Linked DNA regions of Canis lupus: region 1 is linked to region 2. The links are chromatin contacts, called in public Hi-C maps. All regions are on one chromosome and are shown on one strand. The core of a region is the stretch at or near the end of the contact, and the rest is flanking DNA. Distances in the headings are between cores, read along the strand shown.

What was found. A called contact is a pair of places that touch in the nucleus more often than the background predicts.
Region 1: a contact with region 2 is called in a Hi-C map of blood, with 2.2 times the contacts expected there. The contact joins the promoter of MCTP2 here to the enhancer-like site in region 2. A contact is called at or near these places in 2 of 9 Hi-C or Micro-C datasets (both in blood).

What each region holds. Positions count from the first base shown.
Region 1 is chr3:46,567,356-46,573,224 of UU_Cfam_GSD_1.0, forward strand. It overlaps MCTP2 (multiple C2 and transmembrane domain-containing protein 2), which reads right to left and starts at 2,399. Exons shown (of 23, transcript XM_038532734.1): 1 at 2,328-2,399.
Region 2 is chr3:46,531,230-46,537,035 of UU_Cfam_GSD_1.0, forward strand. The region is part of intron 1 of MCTP2 (multiple C2 and transmembrane domain-containing protein 2); the gene reads right to left. Among named protein-coding and RNA genes, the nearest start is that of MCTP2, 36 kb to the right of the region's middle. Within about 2 kb of position 4,407, at least 3 of the 20 cell types and tissues checked have an H3K27ac peak or open chromatin away from gene starts, as enhancers often do. A contact at or near this core is called in blood, where this site is marked.

The DNA of each region.
Region 1 (5,869 bases), core at 1,149-3,648, 34 kb after region 2:
GGCAGGATTTCAAATACTCTTAGAGGAGTTCAAGGTGTATTGTTGATTGCACTGTCAAATGAAGACAGAGAAGATAAAAATTGTGCCAGACACAACCCACGCAGAATGTATCTTACCTGATCTTCCCAACACAGGCAAAAAGCCTCTCTTCCTCCAAAGAAGACACTTTTTTTTTCAATATCTTAAAATAATTTAATTATGAAACCCTTCAATTCATAATTACTAACAATTATAAGGAAGGGTTTAAGAAAACAAGTGCTCTCCATGTCAGGAAATATTATTTAAAATTCTAAGGACTATTTTCATTCTCACTCTTCACAGTATGATAATTATAGTTTGAAAATCACTTTTGCAGTTTACAGGACTCTAAAGAAGTAATCAGTTGTCATGAATCATTCACTCAAAGGCTAAATTAAGAATATTAGGATTCCTTCCCAAATAAGTGTACTGCAGTACCCTACACTTCTAGAGATAGATATAAGGAAAAATAGATATATCTTTTAAAATAAGTGTTATATACATTCATGCATGATTATAGATTCACACACACATACACAAAGTCCTTTCTAGGCAACAACAGGGGCTTCTATTCATCTGGAAGAAATGGAATCAAGCTGAAATATGTTAAAGGATATGAACAATATGAAAATTAACTGTTACTTCAATGTGTTACACACAAGGAATGTGTACTTAGAGAGTTTTACTGATTTATCCCACTTGGATAAACTGGGTCCTTAAAAAAAAGTGAAGAAAGACAATAAATTTTATATTTGGAACCAGCTGTTCATCTTCTTGTCCCAGACAAGTTCATCGTTTAGCCACACATACAGAATGAAAGCAATACTCATTTTATTCATAACGGTCACTTGTACTGACATGGATTGCTTTATGAATATAAATTTGAATTATTTTTCATTAAATATGCCAGATTTACACTGTATGTCTCACGGCACCATGGAATAGTGAAAAAAACGTGGGTTTTGCACTCAGAAATATCCAGCTTTAGCTCTCAGGTTTACTAATTACCTTGAGCAAACTGCTGGGTTCCTCCCTGTCTGGATTTTCACCTGTGCACGGGGAATGCCATCTATCTTGTATATTTTATGTAACAAGATAAAGTGCCCAGCATAAAGTGGGTGGTACAGGATGGATTCCTAATAACTTTATTTTAAAGATGATTTTGTAGTCCTAGTCAGTTTGGATGGCAGACTAGGCTAATGAAGGCTACTCTTCAAAGACACACATTCTCCCTGCATTTAAATGCATTTTACCCTAGATTAAAGAGATGCCGCCGTGCCACTGTTCTCTTGGAGCACCCACCTGTGTGGAGAACGAGTGCCCTGAATGCCCCCTTTGTATCAACACCTGTGCTACCAAACAAGCACACCAATCCGGCTCTCGCAGAGGTTCCTCCTCAAAAGGCATACAACAAATATTTATTGAATTGAAATGCTGCTGACCCAAGAGAAAAATGAACGCTAATGTAAATCATAATCCACAGACCTGTTTGCCCATTCAGTGGGTTGGGAAGCAGGTTTTGTAAAGTTCCAAGGTTCACCTGGAAGCCGTTGGGTAACTCTGAGTGGCCCCTGCCAAGGTAACCTCCAGTCCACACTTACGTAAGTGCCTGCACCGCTGACACCCTCAGACGTCGCACAGAAGTTCCTTCAGGTATTCTCACCCCTTTCCGGAAACCCAACCATCTCTAAAAGCCATCAGCGCCCCATCTGCTTGACAAATGGACAAATGCGGAAGCAATCGCCTTTCAAGTTCACCACCACTATCACCCCGTATTGGGTTTTGGTGTTTTGGGTTTATTTTTTTGTTTTTTGTTTTTCTTCTTTAATGTGCAAGACACTCTGTCACCTACACAATCATCCCAAGGCTTTCTGCTCCTGTGCCGCTGCGCCCAGGTCTGCGCGAGGAACCCAAGCTGAACCTCCAGGTCTCCACGAGGGGAGCGCATCACATTCCAAATGAGGGTCTAACTTCTACGGAGGACGTCCCGGCGGTGGCGGTGGCGGTGGCGGTGACCGCACTGCGCCCCGAGGACACCAACGGTGTGTCTCTAAAGGAGCCAAGAATTCCTGGGGCGGGCTGCCAGCCCTCCGTGCGCTCTCCAGGACACCCGGCTCCCGCACACCTTTGTGCATCCCTGAACCCGCGGCTCCCGGGAAGGGGCTTCACCGAATTCCCATCCTGAACCCTCAGGGTCCCCCAAAGTCCTCACCTCGATGGTGAGCAGACGCCCGTCCTGGGGGGGGCCGGCGGCGACCCCCGCGCCCCTCCCGCGCGCACCTGCCAGGTGAGCCCGGCGCCGCCCTCACCTGTCCGGCGTGCGCCCCGCGGGGCTGCCGAGGGTCCGGCGCGCCGCCCTCCCCTGCCGGCCCGCCGCGGCCGCCGCTCGCACGCGCAGGAGCCGCCGGGACGCGGCGGGGCGGGGGCGGGGACGGGGGCGGGGGCGGGGCCGCGGCCGCCGGCTCCCTGGGGCCCCGCTCCCAGCCCCGCCTCCCGGGGGCGGGGGCGGGGGCGGCCGCGCGTCACCTAAGAGCCGCCTCGCCCTGAGCGCCTTCCGCGGCGGCCGTGCCCGGCTCCCGAGGAGAGGGCGGTGGAGGACGTGCCCCGGCGGGCGGGCGCCCTGGGAGCGGAGTTCAGAGTGGGCGAGGAGGGCGCGTGCGGCTTGCCCACTGACCGCCGCCGAGGGCTGTGCCTTCGCCGGACCCGACGCTCGGGGGGCGGCTCGGCGGGGAGAGCGCAGCCCGCGTCTCAGCCACCGCATCAGGCCCCGCTCTAAGCCCGTGCCCCGTGCGCGCGACTGTGGGTGCAGGCGCCCCCACCCTCCCCCCGCGATGAGCTCCTCGTTTGGGAGCCTTGGTCCTGGTCTGGGAAGATGAGGCCGGATTTCCACTCGCCCTCGGGGACCCTCAGAGATGCCTGGCGCCGATGGCCGATGGCCGATGGCCGATGGCCGGTACTGAGGCGTTCGCAGATACTTGCCCTTTTGCCTTCCCTGTCTTCCCCCTCCCTCTCCTCTTCCTGCTCTTCTCTTCCCGCACTTTATTTACCCTGGATCTCTGCCTGCTCAGTTGCTTTTACCCTCGATGGAGGGGTGGGTATCTGCTGCGTGCGGAGTCCGCCCCGCGAGGCGCTGGGTGGTTTAGGAGGAGCTTGTGCAGGGTCTGATCCCTGCCTCCCGGGAGGTCAGGACTACACACTCCTCCACCCCCACGAAACAGTGGAAATTCGATACAAGAGTAAGAGCGGCTAACCTGGGTGTGGGACACACCTGGCGGCCTACGGTTGCGGGAGTGGGTGGCCTCGGAGCTGGAGAGTTTAATGGAAGTCATCGGTGGCTTAGAGCATAGGCTCCCGAGTCAGGAAGACCTCACCAAATCCTGGCTTGGCAACTGATTGCATAAACCCGGGAGTTCACTTAATGCCTCTGCATTTCCACTTTGCCTTTAAGAAATTGAGATTCAATAAATGGTGCTGGGAAAATTGGACATCCACATGCAGAAGAATGAAACTAGACCACTCTCTTTCACCATACACAAAGATAAACTCAAAATGGATGAAAGATCTAAATGTGAGACAAGATTCCATCAAAATCCTAGAGAAGAACACAGGCAACACCCTCTTTGAACTCGGCCATAGTAACTTCTTGCAAGATACATCCACGAAGGCAAAAGAAACAAAAGCAAAAATGAACTATTGGGACTTCATCAAGATAAGAAGCTTTTGCACAGCAAAGGATACAGTCAACAAAACTCAAAGACAACCTACAGAATGGGAGAAGATATTTGCAAATGACATAGCAGATAAAGGGCTAGTTTCCAAGATCTATAAAGAACTTATTAAACTCAACAGCACAGAAACAAACAATCCAATCATGAAATGGGCAAAAGACATGAACAGAAATCTCACAGAGGAAGACATAGACATGGCCAACATGCATATGAGAAAATGCTCTGCATCACTTGCCATCAGGGAAATACAAATCAAAACCACAATGAGATACCACCTCACACCAGTGAGAATGGGGAAAATTAACAAGGCAGGAAACAACAAATGTTGGAGAGGATGCGGAGAAAAGGGAACCCTCTTACACTGTTGGTGGGAATGTGAACTGGTGCAGCCACTCTGGAAAACTGTGTGGAGGTTCCTCAAACAGTTAAAAATATACCTGCCCTACGACCCAGCAATTGCACTGTTGGGGATTTACCCCAAAGATACAAATGCAATGAAACGCCGGGACACCTGCACCCCGATGTTTCTAGCAGCAATGGCCACGATAGCCAAACTGTGGAAGGAGCCTCGGTGTCCAACGAAAGATGAATGGATAAAGAAGATGTGGTTTATGTATACAATGGAATATTACTCAGCCATTAGAAATGACAAATACCCACCATTTGCTTCAACGTGGATGGAACTGGAGGGTATTATGCTGAGTGAAGTAAGTCAGTCGGAGAAGGACAAACATTATATGTTCTCATTCATTTGGGGAATATAAATAATAGTGAAAGGGAATATAAGGGAAGGGAGAAGAAATGTGTGGGAAATATCAGAAAGGGAGACAGAACGTAAAGACTGCTAACTCTGGGAAACGAACTAGGGGTGGTAGAAGGGGAGGAGGGTGGGGGGTGGGAATGAATGGGTGACGGGCACTGGGGGTTATTCTGTATGTTAGTAAATTGAACACCAATAAAAAATAAATTAAAAAAAATAAAAAATAAAAATAAAAACAGTCATATGCATGGCATGTACAAAGCCACTGTAAGCTGAAGAAAACCACTAAGGTAAAAATCCCCCACAGCCACAGCCTACTGTAATATCCCCAAAACATAGATCTGTCTGCCCTAGTCATCTGAGAGCCTCTTTATTCATATATCCTTTGTTCCCAAATTATATTTCTTACTTGGTTCCAGTGTTGAGATTCAAGTGGCCCAATAAATAGCATACATAAAAAAAAAAAAAAAAGAAATTGAGATTCAAATAATAGCTATCTATCCTATAGATTCTGAGAAGTAATTAAATGCTTTTCCTAAAGTACTTACCACGGTATCTAGGCCAATGCTCCGCACCTATTAAACGTTGGCTAATGATAATAATGATATGGTAAGAAATGGAGAGGACCAGGAAAAAAAAAAAAAAACATTTCGAACACATGAGAACTCGGGCAGAGGCAAAGCTGCCACTTTCATGAGAAGAATACTTAGAGTAGCAGCTTCCAGTAAATGAACAAAACCGCTCACTGATTTCTGGGTTCAGCATATAACACGGGATCACATTTAATTTTCACAAACCCGTGAAACAGTTTATAATATCCATGGTTTAAGATGAGGAAAATGAGCCTCAGAACCAAGAAACTGGGGCACCAGGGTGGCTCAGCGGTTGAGCATCTGCCTTTGGCTCAGGCTGTGATCCCAAGATCCTGGGATCAAGTCCCGCAACAGGCTCCCTGCAGGGAGCCTGCTTCTCCCTCTGCCTATGTCTCTGCCTCTGTCTCTCTCTGGGTCCCTCATGAATAAAAAAATAAATAAGACCTTTAAAAAATAATAAAGAACCATGAAATAACACGGCTGACGATTATGAAACAAGCAGCGTCAAAGCAGAGTTACCTGAGGCCTATGGCAAATTTAGACTTTTTCCACCGGGGTCTCCCTGCAGGCTGCATTTCTAGCCTTAGAGAAGGAAGGAAACCAGAGGGAAAATAAAAGATACACGAAGGAGGGAAAGATCAGTAAATAGGAGAAATAACAACCGTATCTTGGAAGCCAACTGCCACTTAATACAACAGAATTAAAATAGTAACTGAACCCACACACAAAAAAGGTTTTTACATCCAACTCCCGCCACAATGGGGTTCCTG
Region 2 (5,806 bases), core at 3,157-5,656:
GCAACCACTGATCTCTTTATTATCTCTATAGTTTTGTTTCTTCCAGAATGTCACATAGTTGGAAATATACACTATACAGATTTTTCAAACTGGCTTCTTGCACGTAGCGATATTTATTTATATCTCCTCTATACCTTTTTGTGGCTTGAGATAGCTCATTTATTTTTATTGCTGAATAATATTTCATTTTATGGATGTGCCAGTTTGTTTATCCATTCGCCTCTTGAAGGACATTTCGGTTGCTTAAAATTTGAGGCAATTATGAATAAAGTTGTTATAAATGTTTGTGCACAGATTTTTGAGCAAACATAAATTTTTAGCTGATTTGGGTAAATACCAAGTAGCAAGATCATTGAATCATATAGTATAACTTTTAATAGCCTTTAATTGATCATGTTATACATATATACACATATATATTTGTGTGTGCGTGTGTGTATGTATATATAAATTTTCATAATAGGCAACTTATGACATATTTTGTCAAATTAATTTATAGGTACCAAATCATTTTATAACTATTGATATTTGTATTATATTTTCATTTTTGAGTAGCTGGTATAGAGGAAAACAATTGACTTTTATACATGAATTCTAATTTTTACCATTTTGTTGAAGTCACTTATTAATTCTAATAATTTGTTTATAAATTATAATTAATTTTGGTTTTCAATGTAGACCACTAAATTATTTTCAAATGAAGACAATTTTATTTAATCTTTTCTAAAGCATCTATTTTTTTTTTCCTTTATGTGCTGACCAGGGCTTCTAATTCAATAGGTAACAGGATATTGGTAATATATTATATATTATTCATCCTATTGGTCTCACAAGGGGTTATTAGTTTACTAACTCTTCTTTGTTGATTTCATTTATTGATTCTTGTTCTTATATTTACTCCTTCATTCTTCCTATACTCTCTGTGTTTGATTTTTTTAATTCTTGACAAAATTTGATACTGATTTTTGGATTATACCATTATTTATCCATTTAATGCTACAAATTTCCTTCTAAGGACTGAGTGAGTTACATCAAACAAGCTTTGGTATATCATATTTTCATTGCCATTTAATTAAAAATACTTTCTAATTTCCATCTTAAGTTCTTCCATATGATACATAGGGTTTTGTTTTGTTTTGTTTTGTTTTGTTTTAGAGGCATAGTACTTAATTCTAAAAAAGAAATGGGATTGTCAGGTTATCTTCATGCTATTTATTTCTATCTTAATTCCTAAGAATTAAGTCAGAAAGGAAAATCCATATGTTTTCATTCTTCTGCTAATGGGGGCTTTTTTATGGCCCAATTTATAGTCAATTCTGCAGTTCTTGGATTCTATATATGTCAATTAATTGAAGCTGATTGACTGTGTTGCTTAGATCTATGTTCTTCTGTCTTCTTGTTTTATCAGTAAAGAAAAGCTTTCTTCTTTTCTTTTCAGTACCTTTCTTGTACTGAGTAACAGTAATGACGCTGAGTTAACAGAACTCAATAAAAGGAATGAGAGGAAGGAGTATATCAGGATTGAGTCCAGCCCAATTAAAAACTACTAGGGCTATTCACTCACAACTGCATATTGTGCGATCAGTCTTGGTTTCTGTGTTTCAGAAGTTCACTGGAAAAGCCATATTGGTAGCAGAGTAGATGACTGTGAAGCTGAGAGATCAGGTCTAAAGACAAGATTTTGGAGAGACTGGCATTCAACTGTTGGCACAGTGATGGTTAAGTTTGTCAAGAAGAATGTGAAATGGGGCAGCACCAGTGGCTCAGTGGTTTAGCGCTGCCTTCAGCCTGGGCTGTGATCCTGGAGACCCAAGATCGAGTCCCGCATCAGGCTCCCTGCATGGAGCCTGCTTGTCCCTCTGCCTGTGTCTCTGCCTCTCTCTCTCTCCGTCATGAATAAATAAATAAAATCTTTAAAAAATAAAAATAAAATAAAACTATAAGCCACAAAGCACTAGTTATGTGGCCAATCCAAACTAAATACTGTAAAAAAAAAAAAAAAAAAAAGAATATGAAATGGAAAGATGGCATGAGCCTGAAGGAACTCCAGCAGTGAAGAGTCTTTTAGAGCAAGATAAACTTGCAAAAGGACATTAAAAAGATATAGCCAAAGAGAATGAAAAACAAAAGGGGGGGGTGGTGCCACCTTATGACAACTAGACACCAAAACAGAGAAGATAAAGGAAGGGTATTTTATAGAGGAAGTGGTCAAGAGCATGAAGAGCTGCTTGCAGATAACACTAGTCCCGAAAGCATCCTTGTGGCGCAATGGAGCTTATTGGTAATCTTGGTATGACTTGCTGTGGGGGCAGGAGGGGAAAGAAAGCCTGACTGGGTAAGTCGTGAAGGTTGTAGGAAAGGAAAACTTAAAGGCAACAGATAAAATTAGGCTGAAGGGGAAGACAGATGTAGGCCAAGCTGAGGACACTTGAGGTAGATGGATGTGATCTTCTTGCTAAAGGCACATGCTTCTCTGGCTACAGTGTTCAATCAATAATTATCTCTTGACGAAATTGCTCCCCACCATTTGCCAGTGCATACATGCATATGTGTGTGCTTACACACACTCACACACAATTGTCTTGATTCCCTTATCAGAATATTTCTTAATCTGCCATGGAGTTAGAGACCCAAATTTTAAAAGTCAAGCACTAATAAACAAGTGAATAAAAAAATTTTAAATCAAGCATTGTCCAATAAACAATACACACCAAGTGTTAAGAGAAAGTAATTTACTTCTTCACATACTTGAGTTTAATGACCTCATATTAAACCACACACACCGATCTCTTACCTGGTATCTACATTGCAAACAACTGCCAAACCTCAAATGTCCTGCCTAACATTATTTTCACATTTAAAGGTTTCCTCATCTAGGAATTACCAGCAGAAGCAGAACATCTAAACTATCTTTAGAACATTACTGATGGGGGATAGAATTAGAAGAAGATGTTAATTTCCAGTAAAAATCATATCTCTCTTGAGTAAACAGCATATTGCAGCAGCCATATTAGGATATAAAAATGTAACAGAAAGGTAAGCCCAAAGACGGACATTAATTCAGAGCAAAGAAGGCCTTATACATATCTTCCTACACCATTTCTGGTGTGAAACAGAGCATGTTTAACAAACTGTATATACCGGTCAGCCACCAAATTGATATAAATATTTCAGAATACAAAGCAAAATATTTATTTTATTTAAAGGTTTTATTTTTGAGAGGTGGAGAGAGAGAACACAGAAGAAGAGGGAGAGGGAGAAGCAAACTCCCCGCTAAGCAGAGAGCCTGACATGGGGCTCAATCCCAGGACCCTGAGAATACGACCTGAGCTGAAGGCAGACACTGAAGTGACTGAGCCATCCAGGTGCCCCCACAAAGCAAAATCTTTGAGAAATATGGCTGTACCTCTCAAAAGTAAGAAGAAACTTATACACAAATATCTATCTTTTAAAAAATAATATCTATCTTTTAAATAAACATCAATACAGTTTCTCATTGCCCTATTTTCAAAACACTAAGCCAGTAGTTTCTTTCATAACATAATCTTTCAAAGCATTCATAAGCTCAAGCCAACCCTATGTCAACAGAAACCTATTGCCTTTTCAAAGAACAATTATACCTCCTACAAAAATACAGGACAACTCAATAATTCTAATATGCTATGGACAATTTTATTGATGACTTCTACAGATTTGCAACCAATATAAAAACATATACTCAGAGAAAATCACATCATCATACTCTTAAAGCCATCTTATAGAAAAATAAAAAGTCTCATGCTTTCCTCAATTAAAAGTGAAGGAGGGGAACAGAGAAATCTGATTCTTAGACAACCTGATATCCACTATCTCTTGTAATGTCTGTCAAAATGTTTAGACAGGGAGATTCTAGTGAATAATTAATTCCATCATCTGGATGAAAAACTATTAAACTAGCAGAAAAGTATAACTTTATTATAAACACAAACAGCATATGTACCCACCAATTATGATCAACCACAATGTGCCCTTTTCCTGTGCTATTTTCACTTTTATTTATTCAGAAAATATTCGTGGGCATCTATGCACTGGTGGTATCACAGCACCTAGGGATACATCAGTGAACAAAATTGAGTCCTTGCTCTCATGAAACTTATGTTCTACTTGGAAGAGACAGGCAATAAGCAAAAATATATTGAATATGTTGGGTGATGGCAAGGGGAAAGAGCAAGATCTGAAGGGAAGGGGTGGCTGCAGACAGCCAGGCTGCTATCTTTATATTATGGATCAGGAAAACCCCCCTTGGATAAGGTGATAAGAGAACAGAAGAAGAAGGGAGAGAGCCTAGTAGATGCACTCAGGGGAAGGACCTTCCACACAGAAGACAGACCAAGTGCAGAAGGTCCAGAGCAGGGCAGATCTCCCAGAAAGACTGAGAAACAGGAAGGAGGCCAGGGTAACTGGAGCACAGCCAGAGAAGGGACTGGCAGGAAATGAGTTCACAGGAGAGCAGGAGGTCCTTGTGTGCCACTGTGAGGACACTGTGTTTTACTCTGAGTGGGTTGAGAAGCCACTAGAGGGTTAAAAAGGATGCCAATGATTCTTTGCTAGTTCCTTCTATGTACTGGTCCTGTGTCTACTGTTTTGCATACAACCTCAGCAATGCTCAGAGTGATCTTGTAAATACATATTTTCACTCCAATTTTACAGATGAGGAAAATGCAATGTTTTCCATTTCACAGAGCTGCAAACTGAAACCCAGGCTTATCTCAGATTTTCTCAACAGAAGCCACTACTGGCATTCGGTCAATACTTTTTTGCATGGGACTGTCCCATGCATTGCACAATGACAGTTATCAACCCCAGCCACTACCTCCCACATGCCAACAATGCCCCTTGTCACTGTGACCCTCAAAAACATACACATTTTCAACAGTCCCCAGGAAGGACCTACCTCCACTAGCTGGAAACACAGTGCAGTCCCTGCCCACTCCACCACCTTGCTCTCCTTCGTTTTATCCTGCTTGCGAAAAATAGGCAATTGGAACAAAATTCCTAAGAGGGATGGATGCATTAATTTTTTTTAAAGGATGGATGAGTGAAACACTTTCAAGTTGACTATTTTCTCCACTGAAACCATGTATTGTAGACATCCTCCCTGTTTCAAATTCTGAAACTATGTAACTCACATATCACAGCTAGAACACAATCGTTCTGGCCAGAGGACAATATTCTTCAGGTTCAGAGTTGGGCCTTGAGACACCTTGGAGTAATTAAACAATTGCCTGTAGACCTAAGGATATAATGGGCTCTGTGTTATAAAATACTCAGGTGAGAAGATTTTCTTCTAAATGCTATGTATAACACCAATAAAAAATAAATTTATATAAAAAGAAAAAAAATAAATGCTATGTTTATTTTTTTAAAGATTTTATTTATTTGACAGAAAGAGAGAGAGCATAAGCAGGGGGAGGGGCGAAGGGAGAGGGAGAAGCAAACCCCCCACTGAGGAGGAAGCCCAACATGGGGCTCGATCCGAGGACCCCGGAATCCGGACCTGAGCCCAAGGCAGATGCTTAACTGACTGAGCCATCCAGGCACCCCTGAATGCTAGGTATTTAAAATGTGCTTGAGAAAAAACTAACAAGAACTACTAGGAAACCATCTATAGTGATGCATAATCATATACATGTGAGTCTGATCAATTCTGTCCTTTTAAAGTTATTATATCCCTATGAGACTGCCTACATAAAACTGTAAATTAATACTGAGACATCAGTGCCTAATACGTCTTTATAAAGGCATCATTGAAAGATAGGACTCAATA